2 separate regions of the Capsicum annuum genome follow, and region 1 is linked to region 2. A link is a contact called in public Hi-C data. All regions are on one chromosome and are shown on one strand. Each heading gives the region's core, a stretch centred on a gene start, on an enhancer-like site or on the middle of the called end of the contact. The rest is flanking DNA. Distances are from core to core; before and after follow the strand shown.

The links. A called contact is a pair of places that touch in the nucleus more often than the background predicts.
Region 1: a Hi-C map of bud shows a contact between it and region 2, with 5 times the contacts expected there. The contact joins the promoter of LOC107851261 here to the promoter of LOC107849562 in region 2. A contact is called at or near these places in 5 of 5 Hi-C or Micro-C datasets (bud, leaf, pericarp and 1 more).

What each region holds. Positions count from the first base shown.
Region 1 is chr12:230,500,151-230,504,370 of UCD10Xv1.1, reverse strand. LOC107851261 (adenosylhomocysteinase) reads right to left here and starts at 1,605. Exons shown (of 2, transcript XM_016696209.2): 1 at 784-1,605. The coding sequence starts at 1,494.
Region 2 is chr12:229,786,358-229,790,798 of UCD10Xv1.1, reverse strand. LOC107849562 (histidine protein methyltransferase 1 homolog) reads left to right here and starts at 2,965. Exons shown (of 8, transcript XM_016694117.2): 1 at 2,965-3,172; 2 at 3,936-3,998; 3 at 4,418-4,441. The coding sequence starts at 3,038. LOC107851131 (apyrase) reads left to right here. Exons shown (of 9, transcript XM_047401311.1): 9 at 660-919. The coding sequence ends at 799.

The DNA of each region.
Region 1 (4,220 bases), core at 356-2,855, 710 kb before region 2:
TAGTGTTCATGGCAAGGAAAAGTATGCCTTATAACCTTGACGACGACACTGCGACACTGAAGCGCATATTAAGTGAGTCGATGGCTCAACACTTTTTGAGCCTCGCTTCATGGCTTAACCGCGCCTTTGACAACACTACAAATGAGCTAAGATCCAACTGATTGTCTACTATATTGGCTAGATCACAACCAACATGAATCTTAGGCAAAAATTACCTCTAATATCCAATTCAGTATCAAGTACACACATCAGATCTAAATCTCAAGAAGCATATAAAAATATTTACACTAAACCAAAAAGCCCAGTCTGCCTATATCTAAACTCTAATCAACAAAAACTATAAAGGGTAGCCAATGCACTAAAGCTCCCGCTATGCACAGGTCCAGGGAACGACCGAACCATAAGGACATATTGCATGTAGCCTTACCGTGCATTTCTACAAGAGGTTGTTTCAACCGGTGACCTCCTGGTTACATGGAGGCAACTTTACTAGATACGTCAAGGCTCCTTCAAATCAACAAAAACTATACCAAATTTTAAAGAATTGATAAAACCAACAAAGAAACAACAACAAAGTGGAGTCTGGGGAGGGTAAAGTGTACGCGTGCAGTCCATACCAAGTCGATATCACTACCTCAGATGAACTAGAGAGGCTCTTTCCGATAGAGCCCGGGCCCCCGACTCATGGCAGATAACAGTATAACAAACAAAAAAATATAAAAGCACACAACAAAATGGGATAACTGCTAGATAATCAACAAAGAAAAGTAATTGAAAATATACCTTGCTCTTGGTGACAGAGTCATTAACATTAATAGCAGGGAATAGCAAAGTTCCATTAGCCTGCATTTGATACAATCTCTTAACACCAGTAGTAGTTTCTTCAGAAACACCAACAAGTCTTTCCTTCATCTTAGTATACTTCAAAGGATCGGTCTTTAAACTCTCCTTGATAATAGTAAGCACTAGTTGAAACTCAACATTATCAGTACAATTAGGATCCGGTATTTTACCGCTTTTAGCATATTCTTCCTCAGCTTTTACTCCTTCATGTATCAACAATGTAGCATCACCACCATCATCAACAATCAAATCAGGTCCACCACCTACACCCCAATCAAGTGCTCTTTCAGTACACCACCAATACTCTTGCAATGTCTCTCCTTTCCACGCGAATACAGCCGCGCTATCCCTCGCTATGGCAGCTGCCGCGTGATCTTGTGTTGAGAAGATGTTGCATGAACACCATCTTACTTCTGCTCCCAATGCTGTTAAGGTTTCTATAAGGACAGCTGTTTGTATCGTCATGTGTAAACTACCGGTGATTCTTGCACCTTTGAATGGCTGTAACGGTCCAAATTCAGTGCGACATGCCATCAAACCTGGCATTTCGACTTCAGCCAAGTCGATTTCAAGACGGCCAAAATCAGCTTGTGACATGTCTTTAACCTTGTACTCCCTCCCTGAGGTAGTCTTCTCGACGAGTAACGCCATTGTAGAGAGTGTATAATGGAAAAACTGAAGGAATTGAGAGAAGTTTGAAGGTTTTGCTTCTCCCTTTGAGTTGTTTGTGGAAGAAAAACAAGTGTTGTGGCAAAGAGAAATGAAAGGAGGGAAGTTATTATATAGAGTTTGAAGGATGAAAATGGACGGTTAGGATTTGTTCGATCAAATCTTGAGATTTATTGTTAATGTTTGGTGAATAATTTGGTAAAAATGAATGGTAGAAATTATTTGAAATATATTTTGTATGGTAAGGTAACCCTTAAATAATGGAGAAGAATAGGAGAAAAAAAACCACCAAAGTTTTTTTTCATTTTGTTTCGATACTCACATCGAGGTTTGACTAATTAAACTGTCCTGTTAGTAGGTGTCGAAAAGTTTATTACAACAATAATAACAATAATATAATCAATATAATCCCACTAGTGAAATTTAGGGAAGCTACCTTTGCTCCAGGGATTCATCCGAACCCCCTTCGATGGAAAATTATACTATTTTTACATGGTTAAAAATATTTTTTATTCGTATATAATAGATGTTGAACTCCTTCGATTAGTTCGTGTATTTATTTCTGAACTCCCTTAATGAAAATCCTGGCTCCGTTACTGCGTGATGGACAAGATTATGTTGTTTTAAAAAAAGTTATTTTATTTTAAAACATTTTTTGGAAGGGTTGGTTGGTAGAATAAGGATGTATTGCATGTTAACTTCACGTTCACAAATCTCAATAACATGCATTACAACACCAAAATCTTTTTTAATATAACTATTCGATCTGACACATGTCAGTTTGATTAATTCAAATTCGTGTTATGTAAGATGTCACTAAAAAGAAATGTGGTGTCAAAGCGATGTCATATGTTAAAAACTCGCTTTTCTAATTTAAACTCGAGATCTCCAATAATTAAAAATAAAGAGATATCATCCATTTCATAAAGTCTTTTTCATTACAACAACAAAATAAAAATTGAAATTTTGGAGTTAATCTTGTTATGGTAAAGTTAGTCATTCACCAACCAAGAAAGGAACTCAAAGCCAAACATTGATTAGGTAAATGAAATTGACATGACCAACAACGTTGTCCTATATAGGCATGAAAGAGTGGTGTAATGATAAGTACTCTTTTCTATTTAACTACATGTTTCGCATTCGAGTTCTGGACACAGTGACGGACCTAGGATTTAGGGGCCGTAGGTGCTCGTGAGGTTCGAACATACATATTGATGCTCAAAGCTTTAAGGTTTCGCATGAAAACCAAAGCACCCAACAATCTTTTTGGTTTCCTGGGTGTTATTTTGAAGCTTATATTATTTTTCATATTTTTTTATATAATTATATCTAATCTGGAGAAGCGTCCTCGGTGGCAGACCAGGCACAAGTCACCTAGAATGGGGCACCAAAGAGGGTGGGAGCCACATTGTGCTCGGACTGTCGCACTAATGGGTGCCGGAGCATCAAAAAAATACATATAGGTTCGCCCCTGTCTGGATATAAAGCGGTTTTTGCTACGAAACATTTTATCCCTTAACGTAAAATTTTTTTATACAAATTCAGATTTAGTCGGACCCAATACAACAATAGACAAGTTAGTAGCAAGGGAGTTGTTGGAAAAAATATTTGCTTTGGTTGTTGTTGGTGGACTTGTGGTTGTGCTCTAAACGTGACCACGTCCTCTTCACTCCCTAACATGTTTACCCAATTGCAAAATTTTACTAATATTTCACAAATTATATTAATTTATTCGAGTTAAATATTTTACGTTTAATTAATTATGAAATCTATGTGCAAAATATCCCATATACTATAAGTTTGATATAAATAGAGTACGAATAATAATCAAGAAATTTTCGAGAAGCAGTATGCACCATTCGAAACTCAATGACATTTATCGTTTTTCACTTAAATATCAGACTTTTGTTTACAATAGAATTTATATACACGCTGTATGCATAACTGACACGTTACATATTGCACTCTTATTACAAGATCAACAACAATAAATAATGACGTAAATGTAGGGATAATGAATATATAGTTGGTGATATATGTCCATCTATTCTAGTCTTGATGGATAGAGTAATTATCCGGTGTTTATTACTGGCGAAAGGTGACAGATATCTCGTGGAATCAATCGAGGTATCAAAAGTTGATCAGACCCGACGAGTATAAAAAAAAAATGTGGGGATGAGGCTCTAACTTATTATAGTCAGCCAACAACAATATTTGGTCCCATCACATATAGAACTTAAATATATTTAAAATGGAATTTGGTTAATGTTTTTCCATATGTTTTCATCTAACTAAAAGTTTGTTGAAGAAAGAAAAGGCAACCTTAATAATTTGTGTTTGATACTTACATTAATTAGAAGGTTTTAGGTAAAATTACCTACTAAGCAAGACCATTCATCAAAATTAAGATTACCATAAATTAGATTAATTGTAATTCCTTTATCTTTAATCAGAAATTTTGGATTTAAGCTTTTGAAATGAAGAAACTTCTTGACGAGAAGCATTTTACTTTTTTAATGAACGTATAGGATACAAATTTAAATTAATAACACCAGTCACTTTAACGATCAATAATTAATTAATTAATTAATATTTGATCACTTAACACTTCTTTAGATTTAGCATGTTACAAATTTAAGTCACATTTTAGATCCTCAATTTCACCAACTCCCCAAAATCAGCTTCACCAAACATCCTCAACAAAACAA
Region 2 (4,441 bases), core at 1,716-4,215:
ATCGGATTTTTTAACTTATATACGTTACAGTGTGAATTTTATTAATACGATCAGTATATTTTAACTGGTTATTATTGAGCTATTCAACTAAGGTTTAATAGTACTTTTATGCTTACTATAAACACAAATATAAGGGTAAATCATTTAGTACTCCTGAAATATAATCAAATTTGCTGTGGCACACTTCTAATTTCACGGGGTCCTATTACTCTCCTGAACTAAATTTTAGTTTATTTTTGTCAACATTTTTAGCTGACGTGACACCTTTTGTCAACCTTTTTAGCTGGCGTAACACCTTTGACGTGGATCCTATTTTATTTAGTAAAGGTGCCATGTCAGCACAAAAAGGTCCTTGTGAAGTTGGAGTACGTCATAACAATTTTGACCATAGTTCCAGGGGTGCTGAATGCTTATCTCCAAATATAACCTAAATTTTTGCTTGGTCTTTTCCTTTTTGAAATATTTGACATAAATAACCGCCGTCTCTCAAAATAATAGCCAGTAAATGTATTTCTTTTATGATATACAGAAAATATACATTTTTGATACATAATAGATGATATTTTTATATATTTGGCTAGTAAAGGTAATTACTTTTAAGTTGTTTGTCATTTCATTTTTTTTATACGTATACTTACATCTCTGGCTTGTTTGGACAGGACTAAATCCATACAAAGAAATCACAGTGATACATGATGTTCAATACAAAAATTACCTAGTTGGAGCAGCATGGCCATTGGGATGTGCAATTGACTTAGTTTCTTCATCTCCAAACAAGATTAGACTTTCATCATCTTAATTAATGTTGTGTCACTCTATTGTAACAATAATTTCATGCCCTTAATTAGCTTTGTTGTGTTTTTAATCTTGTAATGGATTAACTTAAATTAACGAGCAACTTTGAGGGTATTGAGCTTTGTGTGTTTGGTATGATGGAAAATATTTTGCATGAAAATAAGTTGGTTTTCTACTTATTTTCTCATGTTTGGTTGGTGAGTGGAAAATATTTTTTGAAAAATATTTTATGGTGTATGGTTGGTGAGTAGAGACTATTTTTTAGAAAAATATTTTCTAGCGTTTGATTGATGAGTTGAAAAATAATTTTTTTAGAAAATATTACTAACTGTTAACTAGTATATCAGTACCTCTAGCAACTCAACAATTTGTAAGAACTAATTTAAGCATAACAAATAATATCAATATCGAATACTAAAATATTACAATCACTAAATTTAAGCAACTATTAATTAGCAAATATAGGAGACACTTTTCAATATTTTGTCTGGACAATCTCAAGATACTGCAATCAATAGAAATATAACAGAACGACAAGCTTATTCAACCTCGTGAAACAAGTTACATCGATGACAAAATGAAATATGCAATTAGCAAAACTAACATAGGTAAGTTTTCCTCTGTGCATATGAAAATAGCAATACATTCAACGAACATTGGAAATGAAAAAAATTCAGGCTTCAGTATTTTTTATTTCAATTAGTGAAAAATTGAAGCAAAGAATAGTAAAAAATATCTCCGAGTAATGTAAATTTTTGAGAAATGTGAATTTTTTGAGTCATATGAATATGAGTGTTGTTGGGGTGGGGAAGAGGAGTGGGGGTGGGGTCATAAGTCACATTTGTCATTTTCTGAAAAATAACTTCCCTTGACCTATGAGGGAAGTCATTTTCCCTCAAATTGAGGAAAATGAGTTGTTGTGAAAAATGTTTTCCAAACATTTTATTGTAACCAAACAAGAAAAAATAGGAAAACATTTTTCATCATACCAAACACACCCTTTATTTAATATCTTTTCCTACAAACAAATTGTGCACAATTTATGTCTATATACATTGATATTGTTATTGATCTTTAGTACTAATAAAAAAGTAAAAACACTCACCAACCAAACAATAAAAAGTATTTTTATTGGCACCAAATTCACATGGAACACATTTATTACTCTAGGCCTGAAAATGTAAAGCTATGACAATGAGTTTAATTCGATCTCAAAAGTTGAATTGTCCAAGTTTATATGAGCATGTCGTCGGTATATTCTCTGATTAATGTGAGACTTTAAACCACTCTAACAATCCCCTTCACATACATGCACAACTAGAGCGTGAACCGAGAGTTCAAACAGGGATGAACCTAAATTTGATACCATGTAAAGATATGTCACGAGGGCCTAATTAACTCAATCCAAAAGCTATCTCACGAAGAGAGTTTGTCTAATTTCATATAAGCAAACTATTAGTCCATTTTTGAATCAACATGGGGCTTTAGCCCATTCTAACATCCTTCCACGCACATGCACAACTAGAGCGTGAATCGGGAATGTAAACAAGGATAAATTTGACTTTGACACCATGTAAAGATATGTCACATGAGCCTAATTCAATCCAAAAGCTAGTTCATAAAGGAAGAATTATCTAAGTCATCCAAGCATACAGTCAGTTAATTGCCGAATCAATATGGGACTTTAACCCATTCTAACATCCTTCACGCACAGGCCCAACTAGAGCATGGATCGAAAGTCCAAACAGGTATAGACCTGACTTTAATACCATGTAAAGATATGCCACGTGGGTCTAACTCAACCCAGAAAAAGCTAGCTCACAAGGGGAGGATTGTATAAGTCCATATAAGCAAACCGTTAGTCAATTTCTCGATCAATATGAGACTTTAACCCATTCTAACACCCCCTTTACATATAGGCCCAACTAAAGCGTGGATCAAAAAGTCCAAACGCTGATGAACCTGACTCTGATATTTTGTAAAGATATGACACTTGGACCTCACTTAACCGCAAAAATTAGCTTATGAGAAACCAACTCCATATAAGCAGATTGTTAGTCTGTTCCCAACCAACGTGGAACTTTAACCCACTCCTAACGGAAAATCAAAAAACACCTCTAAATAAAAGCCCAATAAGTAGGCCCATTTAATATCCATATGTCTTGACCCATTTAGCTGTTGCGTTTACTTCCCATCAGTTTGCCGTCAACACAGTGAAACCTCAAACTGAAACTTTTTAGCTATGGAGACACACACATCCGGGTCCGGGTTCGGGTCGGGTTTTGGGTTCGGATTCGGGTCGGGTTTTCTTGATGGCCCAGAAAAGCCACTTCCACCTCCACCTCCACCTCCTTCTGTTGAAGTACTTCCCTCACAGGTTAGTTACATTTCATTTATCGAGAGTTAATTTAATATAAATTATAATATAAGTTGTAGTTCAATTACATTTAAAAATATTGGTCTAACGTTCGAATAGTTTGAATTTCGAAAATCAAAACATGAAATCGTCAAAAACACACCTAAAATATCCGCTTTTTTAGAGTTTTATAGATAGGAAAAGCGAACAATTGATAAATGAAACGTGTTTTGATGAATAGTTGGTGATAGTTCAAGTAGAAAACTTGAAAACCGGGATAATTTAGGTCTATTTTTGGCCCTTCATACTAAAAATTGTATCTTTATCTCGGAGTTTAGAAGGAAGAAAAATCAGTTCTTTATGTGATTTAGACTTGTTGGAGAACTTTTTTTATAACCGTGGTGTTAGGCCAACTAACGTACACCTCGATTAATTCAACCTGTCACTTCCTATTAGTAATAAATACCAGGTCTACCAAGGTTTGGACATGTCAGAGAACTTCCGACACTACAACAACATACCCAGTGTAGGTGGGGTCTGGGGAGGATAAAATGTATGCAGTCCATACCACTACCTCCGAAGAAGTATAGAGGTGGTTTCCGATAGACCCCGCAGCTCAGGACAAAAAGTACTATATATAAACACACACTCTTAGTTTTCATTTTTTATTTTATTTAGCATGATCATGATACAAAATGAGTTTAAATGAAGAAGAGGAGATTCATATAGCGACCCCAACTTGTTTGAGACTAAGACGTAGTTATTATTGTTGTTGTTGGATTAGGTTTCATCAAATGTGGAGTTCAATGTGGAGCCTGTAGATTTGGATGGCCTTACTTTACTTAAGGTAAGATTAGTTCTATCATCTTATTAACCTTTTTTTTTAATGTGGCTAAAGATATTTTCCTTGTCGAAATCATTCAGTGTTTATTTACTTTCAAATGTGGAAGTGTTCTCTCTCAAAAATCATTTTTTTTATACTTTAATTCATTTTTTCTTTACAAAGATTCCGCCTTTTACTTCAATTAGCTTGTTTCGATCACTATTTTTAGCAAACCTGCTGAAAGATATCATCTTAATAACGCTGTACTTACACCCTCCACCATGTCTTGTACAAGTACGTATTCTTACCTGCTTTTATAATGAAACAAACACTTTTCCTAAGGTAAAACATTTTCCACGAAAGCCACTATTAACGGAAGAAAAGAAGAATGTAGCTTCAGATATCTTTTAGTTGCCTTAACTAGTGTTTAATCCTTTTTATAGGGAAGGGTCAGTACAAAGCAAGTA